Regions from separate parts of the Mus musculus genome. Here all the other regions are linked to region 1. Evidence: chromatin contacts called from public promoter capture Hi-C data. All regions are on one chromosome and are shown on one strand. Each heading gives the region's core, a stretch centred on a gene start, on an enhancer-like site or on the middle of the called end of the contact. The rest is flanking DNA. Distances are from core to core; before and after follow the strand shown. Region 1 holds the start of Ssr2 (signal sequence receptor, beta). Region 2 holds the start of Iqgap3 (IQ motif containing GTPase activating protein 3). Region 3 holds the start of Rhbg (Rhesus blood group-associated B glycoprotein).

Region 1 (2,696 bases), core at 142-2,641:
TCTAAAAAAAAAGTAAATAGTTGTAAGAAGTCAATCAAGCCAGGCAGCCATGGCGCACACCTTTAATCCCAGCACCAGAAGGCAGAAGCAAGTGGATCTCAGAGTTCAAGACCAGCCTGATCTACATAGAGTTCAGGTATATAAAGAACCCCCTCCCCACAAAAAATGGGGGGTAGGTCAATCAAAGGGTTAGGCATTGTTAGCATTTTGTTTAAGCTCCACCCCACAGTTACCTGGCAACAGCCAGGTGTGCCTGACTCACTATAAAAGGGGCTGCTTGCCCCTCCTCTCTCTCTCTCTTTCTCTCTCTCTCTGTCTCTGTCTCTCTCTTTCTCTCTCTCTCTCTCCACTCTTTCTTTCCATGAGCTGATGGCCAGCCTCTACTTCTCCCTCTCTCTCTCTCTCTCCTAACTCTCAGCTCCTCTTCCCATGCCCTGAATAAACTATTCTATACTATACTGTCCTGTGGCTAGTCCCTGGGGGTGGGGGGAAGGGATGCCTCAGCATGAGCCCGCGGTGGCATTCCCTAACCCCACACCTTACCACACATCCACCAAACACATTTCCTCTCCTTATCTTTTTATAAACACAACAGGCATGGTGACACATGCCTTTAATCCTAGTTTCACTTAGACAATAGAAGCCAAGGGATCTCTTGTGAGTTCTAGGCCAGTCTCAAAAAAAGAAGAAAAAAAAGAAGCATAGGGTGTCTGTCCCAGGAGAGCCAGGCGCAGTGGGAGAAGGTTCTCTCATCACCCCACCAGCATCTATAGTAGTGCCAGAGCACAGAGCAGGTGCAGAGTAAACCCATCCTGGATGTAAGAGTGCTACAGAAGGGATGTGGAAGAACTCTCCTGCACATGTGCTATAAGCATGTTTACATGTTCATGTGTTTATGCACATGTGTGTGTGCACATGTAGAGTTCAGAGGAGAACTTGTCGGTGCCCTATTAAATGGGTCCAAGGATTCAAACTCAGGTGGGCAGGCATGGTGGCAAGTGCCTTTACCTGCCGAGGGGTCTCTCTGGCCCTGTTTACTAGTTGTCTGAAGTCTCTATAAAGTGCTAATTACATAAGGCAGTGACTAGCAGCTTGGAAATCTAAGAATTCAAGGAAAGGCTATATCAGCTACTTCAGCCTTAAAACAAAGTCGGCGACTCTTTGAACTTTGAAATTGTGCCTATGCAGCTTATTTCGTTTTAGTTTAAACAGAGGGGTTTTCCATGGGGTAAGCATTAATGAGAAGAAATTGGAGGACACACAGGAAAGAGTCAAGGACTCTAGGTAACTCAACTCCTTTGGGGTATCAGCCGCCATAAAGGGGAAGGTGGGGCTTGTTTCAGAACTACAACATCCATAAGGCACAGGAAGGGACATCAGGGTTTCCGGTCAGATCCGTTTCCGGTCTTTCGGAGGCTGACGTTGTTTTCCGGTTGTCTGTGGCCCAGGGAGGCGTTTGGGGTGCTCACGGTGAGTCTGGGAGACGCAAGAGCGCTGGGGTCCCCGCTGACCCCGCCTGGCCGGCAGCGCGGTACACACTGCTGTGGCTTGGGCTCGCGGCTGCGGACCTGGCGGCGGGGCTGGAGTGTGGCGCCGCACAGGCTGCCTGGCTGGCAGTGTTTCCCATGCTTGGGTCGATTGCTCACTTTGCTTTTTTCCAAAGATGAGGCTGCTGGCGGTTGTGGTGTTGGCTCTGTTAGCCGTCAGTCAAGCAGAAGAAGGAGCCAGGCTTTTGGCCTCCAAATCATTGCTCAACAGATACGCTGTGGAAGGGAGGGACCTGACCCTGCAGTATAACATCTACAACGTCGGCTCCAGGTAACGGCCTAGAGTTCGCCAGCTTCCTTCTGAATTCCGAGTTTCCACGTGGGCATAGAGAACGTTTTGTTGGGGAGTGAATTCTCTTTTGGAGTCCTCCAGTATCGAGTGCAGTGTGTGAGTGAGTGAATGAATGAATGAATGAATATACTAGAGGGCTTACCTTTGTCGGGTGCTTTTTGAAGGTGAAGACATCCTTAGGTGAATTACAAGAAACCACTTTGGGGTCTCAGAAGGCTTTCAAAGGCAGGGATAAATTCAGCTTGTGAAAAAGGAAATGCAGACACAGAGTGTACATCTGTCCTCTTACCTCGGGTGCGGACTCCCAGCTTTCTTCTTTCACTTACAATCACTTTTTTTGTTGTTTGTTGTTTTTCAAGGCCGAGTTTCTTAACTGGCTGTCGAAGAGTCCACTCTTAGACCAGGCTGGCCTCAAACTCACAGACATCTGTCTGTCTCTCACACTGCTTCCCGAGTGCTGGGATTAAAGGCATGGGCCACCACTGCTGGCTCCTATGAGCACTTTTTTGTTGTTCTTTCCTTTTATATATTTTTCCATTTATATCTTACTTCCCCTGTCTAGAATTAGAGCAAGATTACCTTTGGCAATTCACTTCTGAGCAACAGAATCCAGGCCTTGATCTGGATTCTTCAAAACAGGCCCAACTTACTATGGGGGTTTCTTTTGACCAGCAGGTGGATTTTCCAGTCAGTTCCCTTAGTTTTATGTCCCTCACTCTTATTTACTATATGTAAGTACACTATAGCTGTCTTCAGACACTCCAGAAGAGGGCATCAGATTTCATTACAGATGGTTGTGAGCTACCATGTGGTTGCTGGGATTTGAACTCAGGACCTTCGGCAGAGCAGTCGGAGCT
Region 2 (2,696 bases), core at 86-2,585, 500 kb before region 1:
TTGCCTGTGAGAGATTATCTTGGCCATGTTAATTGATTAGGTAGACCCTTTTTAATTGTGGGTGGGGCCATTCCCTGGACAGGGGACCCTGGAGTATACAAAATGGAGAAAAGGAGCAATTTCATATATGTGTATAAAGTGTTGTCATATTTATTCCTCATATTGTGTCATTTGAAATATTTCTGTATAGAAGGAATATTATCTCTATAAATAATCTTCACATTGACTTTGTTAGTTGTGTAGGAAGTCTTTTGTTTGTTGTTTGTTTTTCAAGACCCTGTTTCTCTGTGTAGCCCTGACTGTCCTGAAACTTGCTCTGTGGACCAGAGTTGGCCTCAAACTCACAGAGATCTTCCTGCCTCTGCCTCCCCTAGTATTAAAAGAATGTGCCACTCCAGGAGAAGTTTTTTTTTTTTTTCTTTTAAAGATTTATTTATTTATTTATTTATTTATTATATGTAAGTACATTGTAGCTGCCTTCAGACACACCAGAAGAGGGCATCAGATCTCATTATGGATGGTTGTGAGCCACCATGTGGTTGGTGGCTCAGAAGAGCAGTCAGTGCTCTTAACTGCTGAGCCATCTCTCTTTTTTTTTAAAATGACTTATTTAGTTACTTTTATTTTATGTGCATTGGTGTTTTGCCTGCATGTATGTTTGTGTGAGGATGTCGGACCCCCTGAGGCTGTAGTTGGGACAGTTGTAAGCTATTATATGGATGCGGGGAATTGAACCCGAATTCTCTGGAAAAGCAGCCCGTGGTCTTAACCGCTGATCCATCTCTCCAGCCCCAACCCTTAGCTGGCGATTTCAACCAGACTCCATGGTGGCGGGACCTCCTTTCCCTTCCCACACCCTTTTAATTAATCTGTTTTTCTGTCCTGCTCAAGATCAGCTGAAGCCTTCACTAGGAAGGTCTCTGCCTCCACTGCAGTGGATCTTTCCCTCTGTGCGGCATAGACCTCCAAGCTTTTGACTGTGCTATCTGTTGTTGCTGTAACAGCACTAGTCTAGAACATGTATATCCCTGCATTTGTCATCTAGTTCAGAGTAAAACACCAAATAGCACACAGGGAGGCCCAGGAATTCTATAGGAAGTAGGACAGGTTAGTGAAAGGAAGGGCAGCTGCAAGGACTATTTGTTAAAAAGCCAGATGAGCAGCGGGGCCTTAGAGAAAGCAAATCAAGAAACTGACCTAAGCTAGCTCACGATCTCTAAGAGGAACTACAAAACCCAGGGTTCCCTGCGGCACGAACGGGAAGCGTCCCATCCCGGCGTGACCGCAGTGAGGGGTGGTGTCCCAGCGGCGGGAGATTCAAAACTGGCAGGAGAAGGAACATGGAGCCGTGCGCGGCAGGCCGAGCTCGGACAGCCTGTGAGTGCGGGAAGGATCTGAGGGTGGAGCGGGGTGCTGCTGGCGGGGCTTGGTTTTCGCGGGATTGGCTGCCCGGAGCACTGCTCCCCCGGGAATTCGCCGAAGTGTGCTCCAGGTAACTGAGCTGCAAACCCTTCAAAGGGCGCACTCCCTTTTTCCCAGTTTCTGGGGCTCCAGGGTGGAGGAGTCTAGATGATCTAAATGGCCCCTTAAAACTCAGCAGTTACTGTATTTGCCAAAAAGTGCCACGGGACGGGATTCCGCATTGAGACGCTGCCTCCCAAATGACTTGACGCCTGATCACCTGGACGCTTTTTTAAAATGCAGAACCCGGAGGGCCGGTTTGGCAGCGCACTCCAGTAATTCCAACAGTTGCAAAGTGGAGGCCGAAGGTCAAAAGTTCATGGTCATTGTTAGCTACATAGTATAGAGAGGACAGCCTGGGCTACCTGAAACATGGTAACTCGGGCTGAGAAAAACTCGGGTTGGTGGGGAGGGTGGAAAGGATTCCACCTGACCATCTGAATGAAAAACAATGTCCATCCACCTCATGAAGGAACGGAAGCTCCAGGAAACCTGTTTGTTTGTTTGTTTGTTTGTTTTTGAGACACTCTGGTATGTGGGCGTGTGTGCAGGCAGGAGGCTAGCGCCTCCCTTGCTCAAGGCCCCTCCCATTCCACCTCGCTGAGTTCCCAATTCATAACTCTGAGGTGATGTCACTCACTTACTGGTTTATTTTCCATGCTTCAACAACCAACTCTTGTTCCTTTGTAAACTCCCTCAGAGCAATCAGGGGATTTTTCTGCTGTTGGCCAGCACTTTCAAATCTGTATTTGGAAGCGTGTGTCTGTTGAACTGCCAATTCAAATAAGCCCAGCCCTTCCTGAAGTCATACTGCAGGATATCCAAGATGAGGAAATGGGATAAGGAATAAAAATGACTGGAGTGCCCAGTCAAAGACAGAGAGACCATGCTGTCTCTTGCGTATTCTCTGAGCTCGGTTGTTCGTTGCTCCTGTGCGCAGCTGTCCCGTGTTTATGTTTATAGTGTGTTCCCCATGAAAAACATAGAGAGGTAGTAAGACTGTGGCTAAGGCAAAATAGGAGTACTCCGTAGCCCAGAAAGGTCTGGCATGAATGAATGACTGCGCTAATGGTTGATGATGTCAGCCATGCTCCCAAGGATGACAGTGAAGGGGGTTCATGAGAAAGATGGGAAGATGACTGGCTGCATAGGAGACAAGGAAATGTCTCTGGTACAGAAGGCTGCAGGATGCTCCCTGATAATGGGTACACTGGGAAGAACTGGGGCACGGAGAG
Region 3 (2,696 bases), core at 53-2,552, 320 kb before region 1:
TGGGAAAGGGCAGGGTGAGGTGGGGACAGCCTGTCAACAGCTCAGCGGCAGAAAGTGGGTTTAATAGCCTTGTTGCTTTTTGCATGCCCTTCAAACAGACATTTTCCCTCACTCCTTTTTGGTGTTTGTTTGTTTGTTTGTTTGTTCGTTTGAGACAGAGTTTTGTTAGCTCAATCTGGTCTCAGATTCACAGTGTGGCTGAGGCTGGTTTTGAACTCCAGATCATCCCTCCTCCACTACTGGAGCACTGAGATTACAGGCACAAACCATCACCCCCAGCTTCTTCCTGGCACTTGGATGAGGAACTGGAACTAGAGAAGGTTGACTTGGGCATTAGAGGGAGGGGCAGTGTGCTTGGTCCCAGATGTCCAGTGCCTCAGTTACAACCTCGAAGGAAATGCTCTGTCTCCATGAGGGGGTTAACTCCCTGTCCAGAACCTTGTCAGGAGGCAAATGGTCAGTGGTCAAGTTTATGATGTGTAAGCGCTATTCTAGCTGTGCGATCCTTGGTGGGTGATAATGGGCACCCCGCAGCCACCTTAAACTGTGAGATGAGATAATAGTGCAGCACCGAGCACAGCCCTAGCCCGCCTCACACTGGCCTTGAAACTGGCAAATGGGTCCAGGGTCCTCTCACTCTCAAACCTGGAGTGTTTGTGCTGAAACCAATCTTCGACGCCTGAACATGTGGGAATTTCACACCTAGTTCTCCCTCGTCTCCTCTGGCACCCTACCTGGCAGTCCCACCAAGATTCTCTTTCCTGTGGTCAAGCTGGACTCCTAGACAAAGTCAAATTAGCCCCAACGGAAGGTGAGACAGTAGCTAACACTGGGGCCACTTACAACTGGATTGAAGCCCCAGCTCCCCTTACTGTCTGACCCTGACTCTGACTGAGCCTTACCTCTCCTCAGCCTGAGATAGAGCATGTGCCATCCCCAGCAGTGCCTGGAACAAGAGGGACACTAGAGAAAGGGGACTATTTTAAAGCCCCGGCAGTCATCTTGGTGGCAGGAGTACCCATCAACGCCCTTCCCTACACACCCGGGACTTAGAGGCTTTGCTTCCCACGCCCTCGCCCGCACTCACTTGGGTAGCGAAAGTAAAACTCGTTGTCCACGTTACTGTGGTTGCCCCAGTGCCACAGGGCAGCGTCGGTTTCGTGGTTGTACCGGACAAAGATAGCAAAGAGGAGGGCAGTGGCGCCTTGGAAGAGCAGGCACAGCAGCGGCAGGACCAGGCGCCGGTGGCGGGGAACGCGGGCCATGAACGCGGCTGTGTTCTCCCGGTCTCCGGCAGGGCAGTGCCGGCCAAGCTGACTCCTGCCACCGCAAAGGTGAGGCCCCGCCCCCCGGAGGCCGTGCTGCTCCTTGGGGAGCCCCACCCCTCAGCTCGAGGTTGGCAGGGATTAGCCCCGCAGGTCAGGTCCTGTTTCCCATGGCCCCGCTGAGGCACCGGTGATGTGTGAGCTTCCCCAACTGTGCCCCAGCTGCCAGAGGGTGGAGAGAGGGGGAAAGGTACTCGCCCCTTTAAACCTGGTGTGAGAGATTGGCATCCAAGAAGCTAGTATCCTTTAAAGGTCCTACCTGGTTTCCCTCGGTTAATAGGAAGGAATCGGATTAATGCTGAGATCTTCCGTTGCCTGGCTGTAGAGATAAACCAGATGGCCCCTCTCAGAAGCAGTTGCCTCTACCACTCTACCACCTTTGTTGTTGTTGTTGTTGTTGTTAAAGATGTATTTAGTTATTTTATGAGTACACTGCCATTCTTTTTAGACACACCAGAAGAGATCATCAGATCCCATTACAGATGGTTGTGAGCCATCAAGTGGTTGCTGGGAATTGAACTCAGGACCTCTGGAAGAGCAGTGGGTGCTCTTAACTGCTGAGCCATCTCTCGGGCCCCAGCCTCTACCACCTTAAGTTGAGCTGAGATTACAGCTCCAACAGCCATGGTCCCTGAAGGACTCTAGCCGGTAGGGACACTGGTACTCTTGGTTCTGAAACCTGCAGTCCACAGGTGCAGGGACAGTAGGATAGCTTGCTAACCCTCTGCTCATTGTCCAGTTCTTCCACTGTCTCAGCAGGGACCTGAGCCTCTGCCCCTGCCTTTTTTGTGGACTTGGGAGGACACCTGGATTCTAGCTGTCTGGTTTCCTGTGCCAAGGGTCCAGCCAGGCACATGAAAGACCAGAGATCAGCCTCTGGTGACACAGCTCCCAGCTGGTCCATGTGGGCCCTGTCCAGAGACTCTCCATCACTCTTCAGTCAGCAGGAAGGTTAAGCATAAAGACTCAGCATCTATGGGTCACCCCCTGCGGGGGCCATCTCCTGTCCCAGGTGTGACTCCTGAGCCCTGCTTGGTGTCAGTAGTTGCTTGGGTGGTTCCAGCAGGTCTGGGAGGAAGAGCCTTCTATACCCCCAGAACTAGAGAAAGGGGAAGAGAGAGCTGTGGTCTGATTTTAACCTCCTCTTAACTCCATACCTCCCTTCATCTACAACTCCTCCAGGGCCTGACTTCCCCCTTTTCTCTTCTTCATTCATTCACTCAATAAATACTCATGTAGTGTCTACCCTGGGCTAGGTCCTAGGGTTGGAACCAGATAGTCTAGTACAAGGATATAACGGGCTTAGGCCCTGAAGGTCCCAGCCTAGCAGATGTTAGCTCTTCAATCGCTGAGTCAGGGGAGGGCTTCAGA

Evidence for each region. Capture Hi-C pulls out chosen DNA fragments and counts their contacts.
Region 2: a promoter capture Hi-C map of adipose tissue shows a contact between it and region 1. The contact joins the promoter of Iqgap3 here to the promoter of Ssr2 in region 1. A contact is called at or near these places in 2 of 39 promoter capture datasets (liver and pre-B cells) and 2 of 9 other capture datasets (adipose tissue and pancreatic islet).
Region 3: a promoter capture Hi-C map of pancreatic islet shows a contact between it and region 1. The contact joins the promoter of Rhbg here to the promoter of Ssr2 in region 1. A contact is called at or near these places in 1 of 39 promoter capture datasets (pre-B cells) and 1 of 9 other capture datasets (pancreatic islet).

The regions. Positions count from the first base shown.
Region 1 is chr3:88,578,217-88,580,912 of GRCm38.p6, forward strand. Ssr2 (signal sequence receptor, beta) reads left to right here and starts at 1,392. Exons shown (of 6, transcript NM_001356317.1): 1 at 1,392-1,470; 2 at 1,664-1,818. The coding sequence starts at 1,664.
Region 2 is chr3:88,080,716-88,083,411 of GRCm38.p6, forward strand. Iqgap3 (IQ motif containing GTPase activating protein 3) reads left to right here and starts at 1,336. Exons shown (of 38, transcript NM_001033484.1): 1 at 1,336-1,377. The coding sequence starts at 1,341.
Region 3 is chr3:88,253,382-88,256,077 of GRCm38.p6, forward strand. It overlaps Rhbg (Rhesus blood group-associated B glycoprotein), which reads right to left and starts at 1,303. Exons shown (of 10, transcript NM_021375.3): 1 at 1,088-1,303. The coding sequence starts at 1,265.